Regions from separate parts of the Zea mays genome. Here region 2 is linked to region 1. A link is a contact called in public Hi-C data. All regions are on one chromosome and are shown on one strand. Each heading gives the region's core, a stretch centred on a gene start, on an enhancer-like site or on the middle of the called end of the contact. The rest is flanking DNA. Distances are from core to core; before and after follow the strand shown.

What was found. A called contact is a pair of places that touch in the nucleus more often than the background predicts.
Region 2: a contact with region 1 is called in a Hi-C map of ear, with 4 times the contacts expected there. The contact joins the promoter of LOC103632361 here to the enhancer-like site in region 1. A contact is called at or near these places in 2 of 25 Hi-C or Micro-C datasets (ear and tassel).

The regions. Positions count from the first base shown.
Region 1 is chr7:51,016,249-51,021,240 of Zm-B73-REFERENCE-NAM-5.0, forward strand. No RefSeq gene overlaps it. Among protein-coding and RNA genes, the nearest start is that of LOC100502214, 130 kb to the left of the region's middle. Within about 2 kb of position 1,988, at least 9 of the 20 cell types and tissues checked have an H3K27ac peak or open chromatin away from gene starts, as enhancers often do. A contact at or near this core is called in ear, where this site is marked.
Region 2 is chr7:51,266,010-51,271,001 of Zm-B73-REFERENCE-NAM-5.0, forward strand. LOC103632361 (probable protein arginine N-methyltransferase 3) reads left to right here and starts at 3,004. Exons shown (of 7, transcript XM_008654177.3): 1 at 3,004-3,472; 2 at 3,843-4,343; 3 at 4,465-4,562. The coding sequence starts at 3,188.

The sequences.
Region 1 (4,992 bases), core at 738-3,237:
TATGTATTTATGTCATTAAAGATGCAAATGTGTTATTATTGAGTATAAATAGATGATGTTTATAAAATTCCTTTACAGCAATTTCAACGAGGAAACCCGGAGAACTTGACCGAAGCTGCATTGTATGGCATAGTCGAGGACCTCTGCACATTCATATTGAAAGAGGTCATTCCCGCAGAAGGAAAATATCACGATGCTTCCGGGACATTAGCTTTGCCAGAGTTCAGAATACTAACAGAAATTAGTAGATTATCTCTTAGCCGAGATAGTTATTAGAGCTTAGGTGAAAACTTATGATGTATAGAATGCATGAAGCATATATGGTTGTAAACAGAATACTTTGATGTATATAAATGTATGATAGAATTTAATTTCATGTTGCTTTCAATATCAATATAGATATATATATATATATGTTTGTGTGTGTGTAAATAAATATATATATAATTCAGTATTGTTTGAAATTTTGAAAAAAGGCGGGAAAACTTCCACTGGCGGTTTTATAAAGAAAACCGCCAGTGAAAAGTGCATTTACACTGGCGGTTTGCTTTATAAAACCGCCAGTGTAAATGCATTTCCACTGGCGGTTTTCTTTATTCAGCCGCCAGTGGAAATGCACTTTTCACTGGCGGTTCGTTAAGAAAACCGCCAGTGAAAATGCACTTTTCACTGGCGGTTCCAAAATAACCGCCAGTGGAAATGCTGATTTCCACTGACCCCTAGCACTGGCGGTACTGAAAAACGCCAGTGTAAATATGTTAAGAACCGCCACTATAGAGCTTCTGTGTACTAGTGGAAACATTTGCTCTTTTTGATGTTTGAGATTATGGTAGCTGTAGCACTGATTGGAACAGTGCGGTGGGCATGGAGCAAGAGTGCATACATAATATTAGTCAATATTTTTTCTTTGCAGTGCAGTGGAAGTGAAAGAAAGAATAGAGAGGGACACCACCCACACGGCCACACGGTCACAACTAGTGCTGGGAATTGGGTCGGATTAGACTGACTCGAGCCCATCGTGCTTCGTGCCAAACGGGTTCGGACCAAGAAAACCTAAAAAAATTTTGGTCGTGTTGTGCCAGCATGAAGTATAAAAACAATGGCCGAGCTCGGCCCTAAATTACACCGTGTCTTCGTTGGGCCGTGCCGCCCCAAGTCCGACCCATATATTTGACTACAAAAAATCAAAATATTACAACCACATAAAGTCCATAGCTTACTAAATTAAAGATATTAAACAATGCTAAATTAAGTCCAAATATCACAAAAATATAAAGTCTATATATTTGACCAGATAAAGTCAAAATATCACAACAATATAAAGTTTATAACTTACTAAATTAAAGAAATTAAACAATTTAGGCTTCATTGGCCCATGTCGGGCCCATTTGTGCAGGCCGTGCCGGAGGCCCGACGAGCCGAAATTTGAGACCCGGTCGAGACCTACATTCAGACCGTGGTAGGCTAACCTATATTATTTCATGTCAGTCCGTGATTTGGGTTCTTGTACTGGCCGAAAAAGTCCCACTCATATAGTCATATTTCCAGCACTAGCCACACCCATGCGCAGCACAGGCTGCAAGGACCACACTACACTGCCCAAAGCGAAGGCAGCGCGCTACCTTCAAAGCAAACAAGCACAGTGTGCAGGCCAATAGCCAACCAAACCTCCCTCTCCCTCCCATGGCTCTCGCTCAGCTCCATCCTAATAATAAGTGGGACGATGCATGCTGCCGTCGAGTTGTCACGCAGAAGAGCCAGAGACTTCCTCCATTCGAAGTGGCTCCAGCCTCCAGATCGCGTGCTGCTGCTCTTCACGATCGAGCAGCCGGAGGAGCCTCACACTCGATCACCACACCAGTCCATCATCACCAGTAGACAGCAGGTGAGCAGGAAGCAGTAGGGACAGCGCACAACAAAACAAAGGCTATGCACGGATGGTCCCTAAAGGACGTGCTTTCTATCTGTCTAGTTGTAGACTTGTAGTTCTTGTGGTGCAGAACTAGTGTGTGTGGTGTGCATATGCTTAGGGTAGGTGTGTTACATGACGCTACAGTGTACTCAGACGAGAGGTTAATTAAAAAAACAAAGGCTAGCTATGCGATGCATGCACTAGCCGAGTCGTGCGTCACTGTGTTAATGCCGTGGGCAGGCACTTCCAAGCTTCTGCTCGCGCGCCCCCGCATGCATGTCAACAGGTAGGCCATCTCCATTCTCCAGGCTCCAGCCAGGGTTTACTTTCTCGCCGGCAAATCACTGAAATTCGTTAAAATTATCCATCTTTGCTGCTGATCGAGGTGTGAATTTCAGTCCGATTTTTTTATCGATTTTTATTCCAAATTCAAAAAAATACAAAAGTCAAATTTGGTAAAAACGAAATGGTGAACACTGTCTCCTGTCTCCTGCAACATGTGTATTTGAGCGTACAAAACACTGTTTACACTTATATTGTACTGTTTATATAGTTGTTTATATAGTGTAGTTTAAAATAGTAGGATTAGAGGTGGGATAGGGAGACCGCTGGAAATAGCCAAGGTGACAAAGAACCCACAAAATTTAAATTAGTATATAATTATATATACTAATTCATTTATGTGTCTATTCTATTTATAACAAATAAATTAAAATAAAGTAATAATTTAATTACTTTCTAGTAAATAAATGTAAATTAGAATATCGAGGGACATCTAAAAAATGATAAATTTACTATTGCGAATCAAAATGACATAAGTTTCCAAAAACTATTGACGACACACCAATAAAAATCTGCCAAACAAAAAATAACCATGGGTTAATAACGACATTTAGATAAAGTATCTAAAACAAAACAAGAGTAATCAAAAGATATACCTAGTTAAGTCTAGGAGAACGGTAATTACATTTGTCTATCTTTCTTCTTTTGAAATGCATTTATTATTTTTCTAAAGGTGAAGTTCTTTAAATATTTTTCTATCAATGTAGCAAACCATTAAATCATTTAGCCAATCATCGTACATCTTATTGTGCAACACAGTCTTGCCGACATCGCTAACCGTTGTCGTCACCATCAGTAATAGCAATGCAAACTAAATAAGGCAATAGACCAATGAGAAAACAATATGGGTCAACCATTATTTTGGATAGGCTTGCAAGATCATAACAATCTTTGAACTCCTCAAGTCTTAACACATGAATAATAAAAGTGTGTAATTGATCCTTTATTATATTACGGTCATCAAAATAGAAGTCCTCGCACTAGATATCTGCAAGCCAGCAAGTTTATCCACATCAAAATAGAAGTTCCCTTTTCCTAGGAAGTAGATCTGGATGTCGCCTAGAGGGGGGTGAATAGACGAATAAAAATTATCACCGAAAAACTTACAAATCTTACTCTACTCGAAGGCTGGGTCGCAACGAAATGAAGATCATTTCAAGCAGGTTGCAGCGGAATCAGAGTCCCTGCCTCAAGATAGCCTTCACTTCAAAAATAACTTATATCAAAGATAAGTATAGAAGTGCAAAGAGTAAAGCAATCAAAGTAGAGAGACAGATAACAACACATCATAAAACACATAGTACACATGGAGTCCAATCAGTAATGAAATCTGCTAGTGCTTGAGATTGGATATATGATCTGTGCACAAAATCAATAACGAACTCGTTGAGTTCTGCTTCCCATTTTCCAATTCGACTTGAAGCTTCTCTGTTTCTTAAAATATGTTTAAGTGGCTGGGACGAAGGTATGATGATATTATGAGACTGAAAATAATGTTGAAGCTTCCTCGAAGCCATCAAGACTACAAGCTTTCTCGAAGCCATCAAGACTACATATAGGACTTTTTCCATTTATATGTAATTTGTGTTGGATGGGCCAACACTTTGGACACGAAGTACACATGCATTTTCCTTTTGATTCCTTCCTAGACCTTCTCCTGAACCAGGGCAGCATTCATACTGGATTGTGAAGCTGACACATAAAGCAACAGAAGAGCCCCTAGCGAAGGTGGGGAGAGATTTGTTAGCTAAATCAGATAGCTCTTCAGCTCTATTGTTCACTTGTTTTTTATTGCTGTGAACCAAAAACGAGGCAACACAATTATTAAACGTTAAGGACCTTCGTCATTCGAAGCATTATCTCCTTTCGGATATAATGATCTTTAGACGAAGGTCATGAAGAACAAGTCTTCATCACTCATAAAAATAAGGATTTATATATGCAAAATGTGATATTCAATCACATATTTATTTCATAATAAAATCTATAAACATTATCAAAGTTTATATAACATCGATGCCTTTGTTTTGTTTGAAGGTGAAGATGCGAGAGCAATTATAATCCAACGTGAACAGTACGGGAGTACTGTTCACCTATTTATAGGCACGAGACGCGGCCCGAGTAAAATACATTTATGGCCTTAACATGTACACATGATCCTAATACAAAACAACAGGGATTAACTAGTCTTTTTCTCTTCGACTCAACATTATGTTTGACCTTCGTTGCCACCTTAAGCCGAAGTTGTCATCCTTCGGCTCTTTCTCACATGTTTATTGTACCTTCGACATTCTATCTCGTCGTTTACAGACAGTATCTTCGTCTTGAGGACCTTCGGCAGAGAAGAAGATCCTAGCAGTAGCCCCTTCGCGGTGCTAGGTCGTTTTTCATAATGATCTTGATCCATGAATTACACAAAGGCTTCTGAATGCCGAAGGTCCGAAAAACACCTTCCCTGAGCTTGTTATTAAAAAAACGAATAAAAAGGTTATGACGCTTACTAGTCCACCGATCAGTCAGTACGCGTGTTTCGGCGGTTCGCCTTCTTTACCTGCAGGGCTATATAAACAGACGAGTTGGTGAGAAGTTACCACAACATTCATTGTTATTACGCCTTTGTGCTATTGAAATTTTTTATTGAAGCTGAAGCTTTCTGCTTTCAGTGCACTTGCTGCGTAGGCTTCGGACAAACATCAAATTAGTTGAGTCTAGCTTCATCTCATAGAACTGAAATGGCT
Region 2 (4,992 bases), core at 1,754-4,253, 250 kb after region 1:
CGTAGGTACTTTTGGGGTGTGTCTCCGGACCACTAGTCGACTCCTATCAAGCTCAGGCCTTCGCTCGAATTACCCGATATCAGCTCACCGGAGACGTCATGCTCGTTGTCCACCGAAGGTAGCATGACGCTTCCCCCCTCTTCCTCCTTGCGGAAAGGCGACGAAGAGGTGTATCACCAAAAAGTCAAGGCATCCCTTGATCGTCCTCTTAGGCATATCACCAAAAAGTCAACATCATCTACGAAGGGAAATATTAAGACCTCGAAGGAATCAACCACTCCTTCGAGGCCTTAGGGGCTACACCCGATGGGTGAACTCGCGCGCAACCATCGAAAACAAATCTATCACCTCTTATGGTTAAGCAATATACCCGCACGGAGATGGAAGAGCCTCCAAACAAGTGTCAAAACACTTCCTTGGAGGGCTCGGGGGCTACTGTCAGATATCGTAATTAGGGGTACCTAGATTACACCCCTAATTCACACTTAACCCCAAGACCACCATCAAACCATTTCCTTGAGATCACAAGAGCATAAACTATGCTTCACCCAAGGCCCCTCTCGGCGATCACCATGGCTCCACTTCGCTCGAGCCTGCCCTCAGACAAGGTACGCTCTCAAGAGAATCCTCGCCCAGGCCGAGGTGTCCTCTCCCCAGAACTGTTGTCTCCGCCTCGACCGAGCTTGTCTCGGGTAAGGAAGACAACCCTAAGGCAGGACTCAGCCGAAGGCCACAGGGAACATGAGGATTTAATGCGCACACCCACCCCACACAACATTATAGGTGAACAGGAGCGACAAGACCACAGTCTTGTCAAACTTCACCAACTACGATGATGCATGTCGTCTGCCAACTCCCGACGTGACGCACATATGACAAGAGCGCAGGTCGACCCTCGGACGCCAACTCTACCTCACCCGAAGCCGACCTGATCCTCGGGACAAACTCCGCCTCGCCCGAGCTCCGCCTTGGCTATCTGCTCCCCACGAATCCCGCAGGAGGCCACTCCTTCAACTGTGACGCGCACGTCTACGAATCCTGGAGCGGGCGCGGTCACTACCTCGGGCGGACTTCCGTCTCGCCCGAGCCCGGCTTCGGCCTCGATATCTGCAACGGAAAGGCACCCGACGTCACCATAAACTGCAGAGTTGACATACTCAGTACTATGTCAACAACTACGGCATGGGCAACCTCCTTGTCAGGGGCTCGGGTACGTGACCGAGCTCTCGACCCTGGCCTCGGCTCTCATTAGAAATCAGACGTCTCCACCAGTATGATATCCTGGCCCCTGGGATAGTGATATCCTGGCTCAAGGCTTAATAGATATAATAGAGTATCCATACTAACATGGTGCATCTTCTTTTTCAGAAGTCTATCTCGAAAGAACCTCCAAGTTAAGTGTGCTTGGCTCGGAGCGATTTGGGATGTGTGACCGACTGAGAAGTTTTCTCGGGTGTGCATGAGTGAGGACAAAGTGCGCACAAAAGACTCGTGTTGGTCTATGGGGATGATATATGATTCTAGAGAGCTGCCAGGAGTAAGTACCGTGCGGTCCGGGATTGGATGGGGTGTTACAAGTGGTATCAGAGCCGACCCTCACGGTTTCACGAGCGTGTGTGGGTTAGGGGTTTGGGTATATGGCGCATGGCGCATGTGGGCCCAGAGTGGTCATATGGCATGGCATATGACGACACTAGACACACAGACGTGACTAACAAGGAAAGTTCCTGGATTGGGGTTGACCAACGAGGACGTCAATCTTCTAAGGGGGGTGGATTATGATATCCTAGCCCCTGGGATGGTGATATCCTGGCCCAAGGCTTAATAGAGTATCCATACCAAAAAGGTGCATATTCTTTTTCGGAAGCATATCTCGAAAGAACCTCCAAGTTAAGCGTTGGAGCAATTTGGGATGGGTGACCGACCAGGAAGTTTTCTCGGGTGCGCATGAGTGAGGACAAAGTGCGCACAAAAGACTCGTGTTGGTCTATGGGGACGATATATGATTCTAGAGAGCTGCTAGGAGTAAGTATTGTCGGTCCGGGATTGGATGGGGTGTTACAACCAGGCATAAGTCAAAGTAAGTACAAGACCCATGCTCTAGGCTATACCATCTGCAGGGGCTCGGCTACGCCTCCTCACCATACACGGCCAGCTCCGGTACTCCTAGCAGCCCTACTTGAGGTTATAAATAGGATAGTCCACGACTTCAAGGAGGCAAACGAACACTTCATGGTTTCCACCTCCACCACGATATTGGCACTTGCCTCAATCAACCCTAGGACTTGGGATCTTTCCCTCTCCCAATCAGCTTGTACTCTCTATTGTAAGTGTTTAGGTGCAAGTAATGTAAGTCTCATCCTCCCTCTGCTAGAATTAGGGCATTCTCTCGTCCGAACTAGGATAAAACGACTTGTGTCATCTTGCATCATTCATCTGGGTCAAGGGACACAACATAATTTCACTGGTTGGTACGACCCTTGCCTTCAAGGAGGCAGACAAACACTTCATGTTTCCACCTCCACCACGATATTGGCATTTGCCTCAATCAACCCTAGGGACTTGGGATATTTCCCTCGCCCGATCACCTTGTACTCTCTAATGTAAGTGCTTAGGTGCAAGTAATGTAAGTCTCATCCTTCTTCTGCTAGAATTAGGACATTCTCTCATCCGAACTAGGATAAAACGACTTGTGTCATCTTGCATCACTCATCTGGTCAGGGCACACAACATAATTTCATTGGTTGGTAAGACCCTCGGGTCGAGACACCGACCCGATGCATGTCTCTTTCTCTACCCACTAATCATCAAGGGTAATTAAGAAAGCTCATACAAATTAATTGTATTACAGGAGCTCAAGTGTATGGGCAAGCTAACACTTTTAAACTCTGTATTACCAATTTATTAAAGTTATTTCATGATAACGCTGAAAATCCGAAACTGTAATTTTTGTAATTTTTGAAACGAAGTACTACCAAACAAGGCAAAATTGACTAAAGTTCCACTCTAAATCAAACAGGGCCTCAAAATGGCCCAGGTTGGATGACTGGTCCTAGAACCCTAGTGCCCTCATCTGTCTAAAACCCTAGTTCGGTGAAGCACTAGCCTGAGCGGCGGCGCGGACCGGCGAGACGACTGACCGAACGAGTGCGCCAGAGAGCTCCCTGCAAACCTTGCCGCGCAGTAAATGGAACGCAGACGTGCAGACAAGGAGGAGGCAGAAGAGCCGCTGAGGCCCGAGGAGGAAGAAGATGAGGAGGACGAAGAGGAGGGGTGGGACGACTGGTGCTCCGACGGCGAAGATGTTGGCGGTGGGCTGCTGTGTTTGTTCTGTAGCTCGAGTTTCGACTCCGAGAGCTCACTCTTCGAGCACTGCGCCGCCGAGCACTGCTTTGATTTCCACATGATTGTGAAGGAGCTGGGGCTGGATTTCTACAGCTGCATCAAGCTCATCAACTTTGTCCGCTCCAAGGTGTGTCAGCAACACCCTTCTGCTGACAGTTATATTTTTTTTGGGACACGTTAATGCCTGCAATAGTGTTACAGGCTCAACTGCTTTGCTTAGGCCCTGATTGGTTACGCTTCTCCACCACGCTTAGATTCGTGGAAACGCCAAGTTTCTCGCAATCATTCGATTTTCACTTATTACTTCAACAGATAAACTGTCGATTCTGTAAGAACAAAAATAATCTAGGTGTTTGTTGAGATTCTCGCTTATTTTCATCCATAAGCGGATTATAAGCGAAACCAAACAGGGCCTGGTATGAACGGCTGATTAAGGTTACAATTTTATCAATTTATGAGCGTACTCTGCTTGATTTCTAGCTGTTGTTGATTCATAGGTTGCAGAGAAAAAATGCTGGAGCTGTGGCCAAGCATTCTCTTCCAACACAGAACTCTGCAGCCACTTGCACACAGTGGAGAATTGCCTAATTGAGGGAAAGGTGCCATGGGAGGACGATGTGTACTTGAAACCTTTCATGGAAGATGACTCCCTTTTGCACAGCTTGTCAATCGATGACGATGATGAAGATGGGGACTGTGGAGTGTCAATGGAAAAGGGACAATATTCAGCTGGGAATGAGGTTTTAGCTGAACCATGGGGGAACAAGCTGAGCAGCATATCAGAAAGAAATGATTCTGACATCAGTGCTCAATTTCAGCAAGAGTGTACTATTGGTAGTACACAAAGGGAAGTCAGAGAGTCCCTTCATGTGGCGATTGATGGCCACCTAAAGGTTGCACGTGCTAGTGTTAATTCCAAAGCAATCAAAACTGTGGATGATAACTACTTTGGATCTTATAGTTCATTTGGTATCCACAGGGAGATGCTCGGTGATAAAGTAGGTGAACTCTTTCTGGATTTGTAGTCAACAAGTTCATATGAAATATTTATTTCTATTCACGTACGGTATGTATTTGTGTGGTCTGAAAACACCGAATACTCTGAATAACCTTTTTCAGGTCAGAACAGATGCTTACAGAGATGCAATTTTAGGCAATCCTAGCCTAATAAGTGGAGCAACTGTACTAGATGTTGGTTGTGGCACAGGAATTCTAAGGTATAAAAGCATTCACCATATGATGATCACCTACTGATTACTTATACGCGTGGGGGGTAGTTTATCTTAACCATGAAACTTAATGATGCAAGCTTTGGATCCCGTAAAAGCAAATAGGCTTCATATTGCTCATCTGGAAAACATAACCACTGGAATAATAGTTCACAAGAAAGGTCTGGGTTGATAATTGTACTCAAGTGACTGGTTATGGATAATTTTGATTTGGTTGCACATTAAGGTCCTAAGTAGGTACAGTGCTCATAAGCCTGATCTAGTTCATAATTTAACTCGATGATCTATATCTAAAGTTTATAAGGATTGGTAAAACAAAATTGATATTTATTGATTCATTATCTAAAGTATTTTGATGACATATAGCTGTTTTGATTTAAGATGCTTATGTAGATATTGCTAGTCAATTTTGTTTTAA